Linked DNA regions of Mus musculus: region 1 is linked to region 2. The links are chromatin contacts, called in public Hi-C maps. All regions are on one chromosome and are shown on one strand. The core of a region is the stretch at or near the end of the contact, and the rest is flanking DNA. Distances in the headings are between cores, read along the strand shown.

Region 1 (5,415 bases), core at 1,214-3,713, 86 kb before region 2:
TGGTGTTAGAACCTGCTTCTTAGGGGTTCCAGTGTAGACTGAAGACTGGCAGTCATCTAGGAATCTTCCAGGACTCCAGCATCAGCTTGCAACTGCTGAGACACTCAGGCTCATGGACCAAACAACTACCAGATGTTTGGTCCCTGTCCATCTGGAGACAGCCACTGTTGGGATACTTCATCCATAGCCTGTAAGCCACCTTAATAAATCCCCCTTTAGTAAGTACAAATGTATGAATGTTTGTATGCATTCTATCATCTCTGCCCCTTTAGAGAACCTTAGCACAGTCTATATGGAGACCTGAGCAATCTTATCAGGAGATGTACACCTTGCGTTTTGAGATAGGTTCTCTGCTTGGCCTGGCGCTCACTGATTGGGCTAGGCTAGGTGGCCAGTGAGTTCTAGGGATCTGCCTGTCTCTCCCCCACACCCCAACTCCACATCACTGACATCACATGTATGTGTACAGACACAGCGCCAGACTCTTCTTTTTTTTTTTAATGTGGGCCCTGGGGACTGAAGTCAGATTCATAGCCGTGTACAGGATATACTTCATCTGCTGAAATCCTTCTCTATATTTCTATGTCCCTTTGAAAGGAAGCTGCTAGCCCTTAGTCTCTGATCACTATGACTAATGACATTTCCTTAAGAAGAAACTTCTCTTCCACTTTCTTAAATTTCAAGCACTGTCCTTGTCTGGACAGGCAAGAAGTCCAATACATGCCCATAGCTCACCAGGAGGACCAACCCTGGCCCACAGAGATGATCTTTGCATCCCTGACCCACCAAAGATGATCCCTTGTGTCTCTCCAGCATCTTGCTTTTCTTTTTGTTTCTAGGGTCAAGGTCACAAGATTTAAGTCTCGCTCACAGTTGATGAACTTGTTTCACAGTTGTTTTATTCATCTTTACTTCTTGAGACCTCAGTTTGCCCATGTATAACATGCTGTCCTGTCCCTGCTTGTTCTCATAATGGAGGCCAGGATCCTGTGAGGTCTCTCTGAATTGTCTGGGTATGGCTAGGTTATGATGAATGACCATTCTTTGGTGGTCTCAGTTTTCTCCACCCAAACATTGGGATAATAAAAGCAGATCCCTCAGGGGTGATGTGAGGATTCTGGGCACCCAGAATTAGGCTCTCTTTCCCCATCAAGAACTCAGCCTGTGACAGGCGCAGGTGACTCAAATCTCCCCATGACACTCAGGGTCACTCCAAGTCAGGAGTTTGTTTTGCTTATTCAAGTATGGCTAACTCTCCCCTAGAATACACAAGCATCCAGTAAATACTCTCTCATGCATAGTACTGGAGGCAAAAGCCGATTGGGTAAAAACAGATCATTCTTGGTGCTCTGCCCTTGGGCGTGTGTATTTACATAACATTTGTGTATTAACATAATGCAAGGACTTCTGTCCCACTAGGTGAGCTCTCCACACCCCACCCCTTAGCTATTCTGGAAGGCCACTATGTGGTAGTTACTCCACTGTTTGGGAAACCTCTCCCTCTTCCCCTGTTGCACCTCCCCTAGTCACTCTGTCAGCATGGAAGAGAACAGGGCTACAAGCCTGTTTGGGAAGAAAGCCCCACACCAGCTCACTGGACTGTCTCAACAGCCTGGTTCTCCTGTGGCTCCACCAACTCTTCCTAAGCTACTCTGTTAGGGTCCAGGGATGCTCTGTGAGTGTGAAACATGGACACCCCACTCCTGGTAGGAAACGTGACCTACAGTGGTGCTCTCATGAGCTTATGCCAGGAAGTTGGTGGTACTCGACCTAGATCACAGGAACACAGCTTTTCCCTCCTGGAGGTTTAGCAGTGGCACCTTATTTTGGACCTTCTGACACTCCTATACCCATGGGACCATGCCACCCCAACTTCTGCATACCTCCATTGTTGTATTCTTCTGACACCTTTTTTTTTGGTAGGGACCCTGTGATCACATGCAGAAACCCTAGTTCTCTCCTCTTACCAGCATGACTTTACACTCATCTGCAAAACCAGTTCATCACTGACATTTTTTTTTTTTAATATTCCCAGGCTCAAGTTGAATTTGTCTCCTTTGTGGTAGTACTGGGAAGTAAGAACCTTGAGGAGTGGTGATTATATCTTGGGGCATCTCCTAAGCACCGTGATGTTCTCATAAGAATGAGTTAGTTATGGTGGATCTAGTTATTGCAATGCAAGCCTGCCCCTCCTGCTTTGCTGCTTCTGTGGGTGCCTGCCTCACATGCCTATTGTAGGAGCCCACTGCATATGCTTAATGTGTAAGCACACTGCACATGCCTACTGTTCAGGCCTACTACGCATGCCCACTGTGCATGCCTACTGCACTTCTTTCTTCCTTAGTGACCTTGATCATATTCTTCAACTTCCAGACCTTGGAGCCAAGGTAAGCCTCTATGCTGTAAATCTTTCTGAGTTCAGGAACCCTGTGTGTATGAGCTTCTGTTTAGAGAACCCAGAAATTAGGACTTACTATGGCAGGGTTGTTTTATTCATCTGTCACGAGGACTCTGTAGTTTTCAAAATGCACCCATAGAAAGACAGAAGTACAGAGGGAGCTGGGAGCTGGGAGCTGGGAGCTGGGAGCTGGGAGCTGGGAGCTGGGAGCTGGGAGCTGGGAGCTGGGAGCTGGGAGCTGGGAGCTGGGAGCTGGGAGCTGGGAGCTGGGAGCTGGGAGCTGGGAGCTGGGAGCTGGGAGCTGGGAGCTGGGAGCTGGGAGCTGGGAGCTGGGAGTTAGGAGTTGGTTCAGTGGGTTAAGAGCACTTGCATAGCAAAAGAAGCACCTGAATTAAAATCCAGCCCCAACTTAAAAAAAATCACACATAGCTGCACGTTCCTTGTATTACACTTTAAAATAAAGTTTGTTGTGATAAAACACACTCGAACCAAAGAAGCTTGAAGAAGGGCTTATTTTTGTCCATAGTCCACCTTAATGGAGAAATCAAGACATCAGCACCTTGAAGTGGCTGGTAACATTATATATACAGTTAAAAGAAGGAGAAAAAAATGAATGGCCTCTACTCAATTCCATCTTCCATTTAGACACTTTAAGATCCCAGTCAGGGAATGGTGTCATTCAATCACAGTGGGCAGACGTTCCCACACGAAAGTAATCAAGATAATCTCTCATAGGCATGCTCAGAGGCTCATATCCTGGCTGAAGCCAGATTTTTGTCAAGCTGACAATTAAACACTAACCATCCCTTGCCTGTGACCCCACTGTTCAGTGGTAGACATGGGGAGATCCCATTATCTCGATGGCTAGTCAGCCTAGCCAAAATGGCCAGCTTCCAGTTCAGTTAGAGACCCTGTCACAAGGTATTAAGGCAGGGAGGGATGGAGGAAGACACTTGGTGTCCTTCTTTGGTTTCTGCATGTGGTCATATGACATATACATTCATGCGTACACACTAACTGCCCCACCCCCACCCCCCACATGCTGACCTCTCCTCCCATAAAATAGTCAGCATAGAGGGAGTGGACACTGGAATTTATATAGGCATGCTGGAAACATGGCTGTTTTCTAGCTGCTTTTTCTAGACTGAAGCGCCCCCTCCTGGACGGAGGAAAGAGGCTCATCAAAGGTAAGACACACTGAGGAAAAGCACAGGGCTCCGGAAGGTCAGAAAGTCAAGAGACTCAGAAGTGCCCCCTTCAGGCTTATAAAGGCAGTCAAGAATTGCTAGAGAAGGAGACTCTCCAGGAGAGTTGCCTGCAAGTTGTGCAGAGAGCTCTGGGGAATGCAGCTTTTGTGAGTCATCGCCTGGGCTTTTCCATGATGCAGCTGCCATTAGGTCCGCCATACTTTCTGTAAGTAACCTCAATAGATGTACTAGGCCATCAAGCTACACTCACACCCCGGGTCTATCATCTGCGTTCTATCCAGGTTGAATAGCCTTGTTCAGATCTCCCCAGGAAAAGTCACACAACCTACTTGACACTCAGAGATGAACGGAATCAAAGGTGAGTTGCGAGAATCAGGTGCATGACCCCTGTGATGGATCATAAGACATGAAAATGAGGCTGATCTCAAGTGAGTGAAGCACTCATATATGAGAGAGAGAGAGAGAGAGAGAGAGAGAGAGAGAGAGAGAGAGAGAGAGAGAACAATCACAATAAAGCTATAGTTCCCCAAGTGGTACAGCATGTGATAGGAAAGAGATACTTGCTGCCTGAAATAGCTGCTAGAATCTGCAGCTAACACCAAGCATGTGAGAGTGCAGTGCCAGTGGATTCCAGTGGATAAAATCCTCTATGTGGTACAGGGTGGTATGCCTCCTCTATGAATGGAGTTGACCTCATAAGTGTGGGAACAACATTGCCCAAAGGCTAATGGACTGGTGAATACATTATAATACCCCAAAGAAGCACACAGGGACGGGATTGTAAGTAGGCTGTGACAGATGTCGTGTGGCCTTTGTGGTGGGCAACGAGGCACACAGTGGAGATCTCCATACCCACAAGCCTAGCTCCAGACCAAGGCTGTGAGCTGCCTTTGTTTTTGCTTGATTCTCAGCCACTCCCCTCTTCCATCAACCCTGCCAACCCATTTCTTACTCACAGACCTAGATCCAACCAAACAGCACATGCATCAGCCTACCTGGCCCAGCTCTGGTCACACAGATCCTACACAGGGCCAATCTAAAGCAGACAGACTCTTACATTAGACATACGGCCAAGGGAAAAAGTCCACACACCCAAGACACATCATGAAAGCAAAGTCAAGATGAATGACCAAGGTAGCATTTATACCATCAAACCCAATAAATAGTCCTATCGAAATGCCTTCTAATGAGAATTACCTCGATGAATCAGAGAATACACAATTTAAGAGATCATAAATTTTATCAAAGAATTCAAGTCTAAAGAAGACACAAATAGACATTTCATCGAATTTTAAGAGAATAACATGGAATGTCTGAGTGTTGTCTAAAAAAATACAACTGAGATGCTGAGGAAAATGATGAAAACCTTTCAGGATTTGAAATCTAAATTCACTAAAGAGAAATGCTGGAAAGGACTCATGCTGAAATGAAGATGGACTTGAAAAACAGAATACTCCAGTAGGAAACTCAAGGGCATGGCCTACAAGCAGAGTGGATCAAGTAGAAGTTAGACTATCAGGACTTGAATATAAAGTAGAGGAAGCAGACCATATAAGAAAATAATCTGAAAAAAAAAAAAAAAAGCACAAGGAAGGGACTACTTGCCAGGATCAGAAAACCTAACCTATCTATTATAGGCATAGATAAAGGAGACAAATCCAAGTCAATAGCATAGACCAACTCTTCAACAAAATAATAATAGAAGAAAACTTTGGAAAACTGAAGAAAGACATATCCACACAGACACAGGAAGCCCACAGAACATAAAATAGACAAGAACAGCAAAGGAATTCCCCATAGCATATCATA
Region 2 (6,017 bases), core at 1,074-3,573:
TTTCATGTGTCTTGCAAATTGTATCTTGGGTATTCTAAGTTTCTGGGCTAATATCCACTTATCAGTGAGTGCATATCTAGTGACGTCTTTTGTGATTGGGTTACCTCACTCAGGATGATATCCTCCAGATCCATCCATTTGTCTAGAAATTTCATAAATTCATTGTTTTTAACAGCTGAATAGTACTCCATTGTGTAAATGTACCACATTTTCTGTATCCATTCCTCTGTTGAGGGGCATCTGGGTTCTTTCCAGCTCTGGTTATTATAAATAAGGCTGCTATGAACATAGTGGAGCATGTGTCCTTATTACCAGTTGGAACATCTTCTGGATATATGCCCAGGAGAGGTATTGCAGGATCCTCCAGTAGTACTATGTCCAATTTGCTGAGGAACTGCCAGACTGATTTCCAGAGTGGTTGTACAAACTTGCAATCCCACCAACAATGGAGGAGTGTTCCTCCTTCTCCACATCCTCGCCAGCATCTGCTGTCACCTGAATTTTTGATGGTGGGCAAGTTTTCCAGCAGTAGTTTGAAGCAGCTGGCTACAATCAGAAAACAGAGCTGTGACTGTGGGTGGGCTTTTCCACATGTGCCGAAGTTCCCTGAAATAATGACTCTGAGACTTCCTATGTATGAATAAATGCTTAGGCCAATAGCTTCGGCTCATTTTTGCAAGCACATAACTCAATGAATTCATTTAAACTAGTCTAAGACAGGCCATGTGGCTAATTACCTCTCTTTGGTTTGAAAGTCTTCCTCAGAGTTCAGTGTGAATCTTTCCTGTGCCTGACTCAATCCCAGAAGTCCAATGTCCCAGCTTCTAATCTTGTGTACAAGAGATTCTCTCTACACAGAGCAATCAATGCCACTGCCCTCAGGTTGTGTCCTCCATTGTCAGTCCAAGTGTCTACCTTATCAACATAGGCTAAACAACCATCCCTGGCATGCCTTGCAAGCTTGTCTCGTAAGTGACTTTAACACTTAAAGTTGGGTTACCAATTAACACTACTCACGAGAGTGTTCCTGGTCTAGAATATCCCCCACTTAGGAGCTTGCATTCAGAACCAACAACAACCTGTATTCCTTACACATTGTCCTGCAACAAAGTCACCATGTATGTACATTATAAAACTCACCACAAGTCAATGAACTGCAGTAGGTGTGGAGTCCCTGCCAATCAAAAAATGTACAGAAGGGCAGATCATCTGCTGCTGTGTAGAAAGCCATGGAAGGGTCCCTGTTGCCTAAGACTTTTCCATATTAGACCCATAATAATTATATGCTTTCTTATTTAAATAGGAATATCAAAAGCCTTCAAGGTTTTATAAAAATGGAAATAAAACATAAAAAAGCCATTTGGAATGTTGGTTGTATTAGGAATCAGCATTTCAGCTTCTAGTTATCTTTCCATATCCCTGGGGATGTCTATGGTGTGTGCCCTGGTGTATCCCATTGCATCTTGTCCTCGGGGAGTTATTGTCCAGGCTATGCTGGAGGGATGTGAGTTAGGTCCTGGAGACTGGAACTTTGTAGGCCAAGGCCTGGTATTAGCAAAGTGTATAAGAAACTGGGGTGAGCAAGGGGCTGGGAAAGAGAGCTCGCTGGGCCAGCCTCCTGTTAGTTAAAATTCATCAGACTTGAAGATCCCTGAGTACAGCTCCTCCACACTTAGCTTCCAGGCCCCGACCATGCCATGGTTGCCTCGTGAACTTTGAAATACCTTTAAAAAGAGGTAAGATATCATGGGTGGCCTTCTGCCACGGGGAAAGTAGAGAAGGTGATTCGGCTTTGCTGAGGTTCATAATAGGAAGGCTATTTCCTGGGGGACTGTGATAGGCAGCCTATTTTGGTTGAATGAGGCTTGCTCCAGCGACCCAGTAGAAAATTCTACAAGGGACGAAAAAGCAAGCCATGTTCCCAGAGTCAGGTGCCTTCCTCGTGTGCTCTCTTTAGCTCTCACCTTTCTTACTACTTACATCTTAGAGATGTCTAGCCCTCCTTCTAGCTCTCTCTTTCCCCCTTCCCCACTCTCTCCACGTGGCCATGGCCAGTTTCTCTCTCTTTCTACCTTCTCTCTTTCTCCCTGCTTTTCTACAATAAAGCTCTAAAACCATAGACTGTCTCTGCTGATCAAGGCCCACTGTGCTTGAACGATGGGATCGGCTTTCCCCTAAGGAGCTGTGTCTAATCTCCTGCCAGAAGGCCTTCCTGTGCTCCAGCCACAGATCACAGATCACAGATCACAGATAGACCAAGGACTATTGCCCATGTGGGAACCACCCAGCGCCCGCCTCTCCCTCTGCCCTTTCCTCCCTTTGGCCTTGGTGGCTGAGCCTCCGGGGACTCCCATTTGTTCTCAGCTGCTCCACGGTATCCAGTGTGGGATGCCAGAGACTGAGAACCTGGTACCAAGGACTGCCCCTTGTTGCGTCGTGTCCCGTGTCCACCCCCCCCCCCCCCCCGAAGCTGGGATTCCGTGGCTTTATACAGCCAAATACCGACCCGGGGCCGAGTGGGAAACATGTGGCAGCCCTTCCAAGTCTGCCCGCCCAGAGCACCAGAACTCTGGCGGGATAGGTCTTCTCCCACTCCCCTTTATCCAGCCCCCCCCCCCCGCACGCCTACTACCCCACAATTTCCAACTAGCAAAACATGGCTATTTATTTATTTATCTGAGACAGAGTCTCATTATGTGTCCCTTACTGGCTTGGAACCAGCCGTGTAAATCAGGGTGGCTTCATAGACATTTACCTGTCTTAGCCTCCTGAGTACTGCAATTAAAGGCTTATTTTTTTTAATTAGGTATTTTCCTCATTTACATTTCAAATGCTATCCCAAAAGTCCCCCATACCCTCCCCCCCCCACTCCCCTACCCACCCACTCCCACCTTTTGGTCCTGGCGTTCCCCTGTACTGGGGCATATAAAGTTTGCAAGTCCAATGGGCCTCTCTTTCCAGTGATGGCCGACTAGGCCATCTTTTGATACATATGGTTAGTTCATAATGTTGTTCCACCTATAGGGTTGCAGATCCCTTTAGCTCCTTGGGTACTTTCTCTAGCTCCTCCATTGGGGCCCTGTGATCCATCCAATAGCTGACTGTGAGCATCCACTTATGTGTTTCCTAGGCCCTGGCGTAGTCTCACTAGGGACAGCTATATCAGGGTCCTATCAGCAAAATCTTGCTAGTGTATGCACTGGTGTCAGCGTTTGGAGGCTGATTATGGGATGGATCCCTGGATATGGCAGTCTCTAGATGGTCCGTCCTTTTGTCTCAGCTTCAAACTTTGTCTCTGTAACTCCTTCCATGGGTGTTTTGTTCCCAATTCTAAGAAGGGGCAAAGTGTCCTCACTTTGGTCTTCATTCTTCTTGAGTTTCATGTGTTTTGCCATATAGGCTTATTTTTATTCTTTCTTTATTTAATTATTTTCTAATCTGCCCTACTAGTGACCCTTGGTGAAAATAAGGGAATTTGAGTTTTCTCTGTGGTCCTGGGTAGGAACACAAGCTCCTGAACTACCAGGAGCTATCAAATCAAGGCTTTCTCTTAAGAACAAAGATGTGCCAATGTCTCCTTCTGTGAGTCAATTTAAGTGGCCTGTCAATCACCCGGGCAAGGAAACTCCCCTGAGGTAATCATGTACTACACATATGTAGTAATGAAAGCCTGCATAAGCCTGTAGGCTGGTGCAGAGTATTCTAAGCCATCATCCACTCTTATTCCATGAGAGTGTCTTCCTCCATAATTGCTCTCTCTGGCCATGTGTACTGTGTCGAGCACCATGGTCGGGCCTCCATTGCGTAAGGCTTTTCCAGATTAGATGTACAATAACCATCTGTCACTGCCACTCCCCAGACTCCGAAAAGCTACGTGTTTGGTAAATGTCTATATCACGTACCAGGTGATTAGGATCTCTCAGACTGGAGAGAGTTGGAATGCTGCAAGTCCGCAGGAGATTATCTTAGGCTGGTTTTGTCCCCCAGGTAGTTATTTGGCGCCCGCTCTGATCTAATATCTTGTGGCTATCAAGTAAAATCCTTTTTAAAGCTTACCCCCTAGTTCCCACCAACCCAAAGGCTGGGAGCATCATCAAATAGCACCTGAGGTTCATGGCAGAGATTTCTCTGCTTTCCTGTAAGCCGCCTGCCTACCTGATATTACCTCAATGGTTTTTTTTTTTTAAACCTAACTTATGACTTCATTTCTTCTGATATGACCAAAACTTCATGAAACCATCACCGTGTTGGAATCTGGGACTTTAGTATCCTGCCTCTGTATTTCTGGGACACCGTCACTCCCGTGTGGTGGAAGAATAAATTACTTTACTGTCTTTGAACTGAGAGCTGGGATTCTCATCTGAGCTTCTCTCACCCTGTGACCTGCTGTGGCTCCTGCCTGCAGCAGCCTAGGGAGGGTTCCCTGTGTGCTTCCTGACTCCCTACTCGGGATGAACTGCACTCTTCACTTTGGTACAGAATTTTAGAGTGAGCAAGTATGAAGAGGAGTTGGGTCTTATTAAAATTATTTTTAAATCTAGATTTTAAGCATGGGTATTAAGAGAAAGAGTAACACTTAGGGAAAGAGTGGGCTTTACCTAATCATGTGCGTGAGCTGCGTAAAGCAGAGTCAGAGGTGAGTGTCTTAGTATTCGTCATATAGACCTGTGGTGGCTCTCAAGTCTCTTCACAAAGGGTTGCTGCAAAGTTTTTTTTCTCTCTTTCTTTTCTCTTTTGTTTTATATATATATATATATATATATATATATATATATATATATATGTATATATATAATTCTGCATATTATACATCATATATAATATGTAATGCATATTTTATATATAATATATTACATATATTATTTATTGAAATTAATATAATTACATCATTTCCCTCATTTTATTCCTCCTTCAAATCATTTCCTCCTTTGCTCTTTCTAAAATGTATGGTCATTTTGTTTCTTTAGTTGTTTTTTTTACACACTGTGATGGTTTGAATGAGAATGACCACACAGACTCATATGTTAGAATGCTTGGATACCGGGGAGGAAGACTATTTGAAAGGATTAGAAAGACTGGAGGTGTGGCGTTGTTGTAGAAAGTGTGTCACTGGGGTGGGCTGTGAGGTTTCAGAAGCTCAAGCAAGGCCCAGTGGCTCTGTCTTCCTCTTACCTGAGGTCCTGATGTAGAAATCTCCGCTGTTTTTCCAGCTCCATGTCTGTCTGCTTGTCACCGTGCTGCCCACCATGATGATAATGGACTAACCCTCAGAAATGATAAGCAAGCCCAATACATGCTTTCTTTTTTGAGATCCATGTTCGTGGTGTCTCTTCACAGGAACAAAGTGCTAACACACACACACACACACACACACACACACACACACACACACACTCATACTCCTGCACACACATATGATCCCTAATCCAACCTGTTTAGTCTCTATAATGTTGCCCATAAGTATAGACGCAGGGCTGACCATTTGGTTTTAGATAACCAAGATGCTTTGATTGAGGCTGCACTCTGATTGGATAAAATCAGGAGCCACTATAGTTCACACAAGGCGGTTAGGGCATGTCTTTTCACTGTGACTTTTCCTGGTGCAATTCCCAGGAAGTGGGAGGTTTACAGATGGGACGGCCTTAAGCAAATGTTATTAGTTGTGATAGAATTCTTGCAGCTCAGCTACAAGAGACTTAACTTTTCCTCTCCTATGTCTTCACAATTTTCCAAGTCCTTTTAAAACCCTGTGTAAAGCCAGCTTACCTCTGAGATGGTCGTACTCACCACTGGCTACTTTCTTCTCTTATTGCTCTGTAGTAAGCTCTTTATCTCCTAGACCATGACCTGCGAGTGTCTCATCTGACTTCATTCACCCAGAAGCACAAGGGCCAGGGAGCTAAGGGGAACCAGGAGGAGGGGAGCACCCAAGTTAGATCCTGGAAACACACATGGGAGCTGGTAGAGTGGAAAGAGGCCAGGAGGTTTACAAAAGCAATTTACAGTGTGAGTGTTTG

The links. Hi-C and Micro-C count contacts between places; a contact is called where the count stands out from the background.
Region 1: a Hi-C map of the G1E-ER4 cell line shows a contact between it and region 2, with 2.5 times the contacts expected there. The contact joins two enhancer-like sites. A contact is called at or near these places in 5 of 39 promoter capture datasets (the 3T3-L1 cell line, hippocampal neurons, liver and 1 more), 7 of 484 Hi-C or Micro-C datasets (the G1E-ER4 cell line, Sertoli cells and liver) and 4 of 115 datasets of contacts at active chromatin or transcription factors (bone marrow-derived macrophages, embryonic stem cells and liver).

The regions. Positions count from the first base shown.
Region 1 is chr1:35,837,834-35,843,248 of GRCm38.p6, reverse strand. No RefSeq gene overlaps it. Among named protein-coding and RNA genes, the nearest start is that of 1110002O04Rik, 29 kb to the left of the region's middle. Within about 2 kb of position 2,463, at least 12 of the 459 cell types and tissues checked have an H3K27ac peak or open chromatin away from gene starts, as enhancers often do. A contact at or near this core is called in the G1E-ER4 cell line, where this site is marked.
Region 2 is chr1:35,750,642-35,756,658 of GRCm38.p6, reverse strand. No RefSeq gene overlaps it. Among named protein-coding and RNA genes, the nearest start is that of Gm25634, 8.0 kb to the left of the region's middle. Within about 2 kb of position 2,323, at least 3 of the 459 cell types and tissues checked have an H3K27ac peak or open chromatin away from gene starts, as enhancers often do. A contact at or near this core is called in the G1E-ER4 cell line, where this site is marked.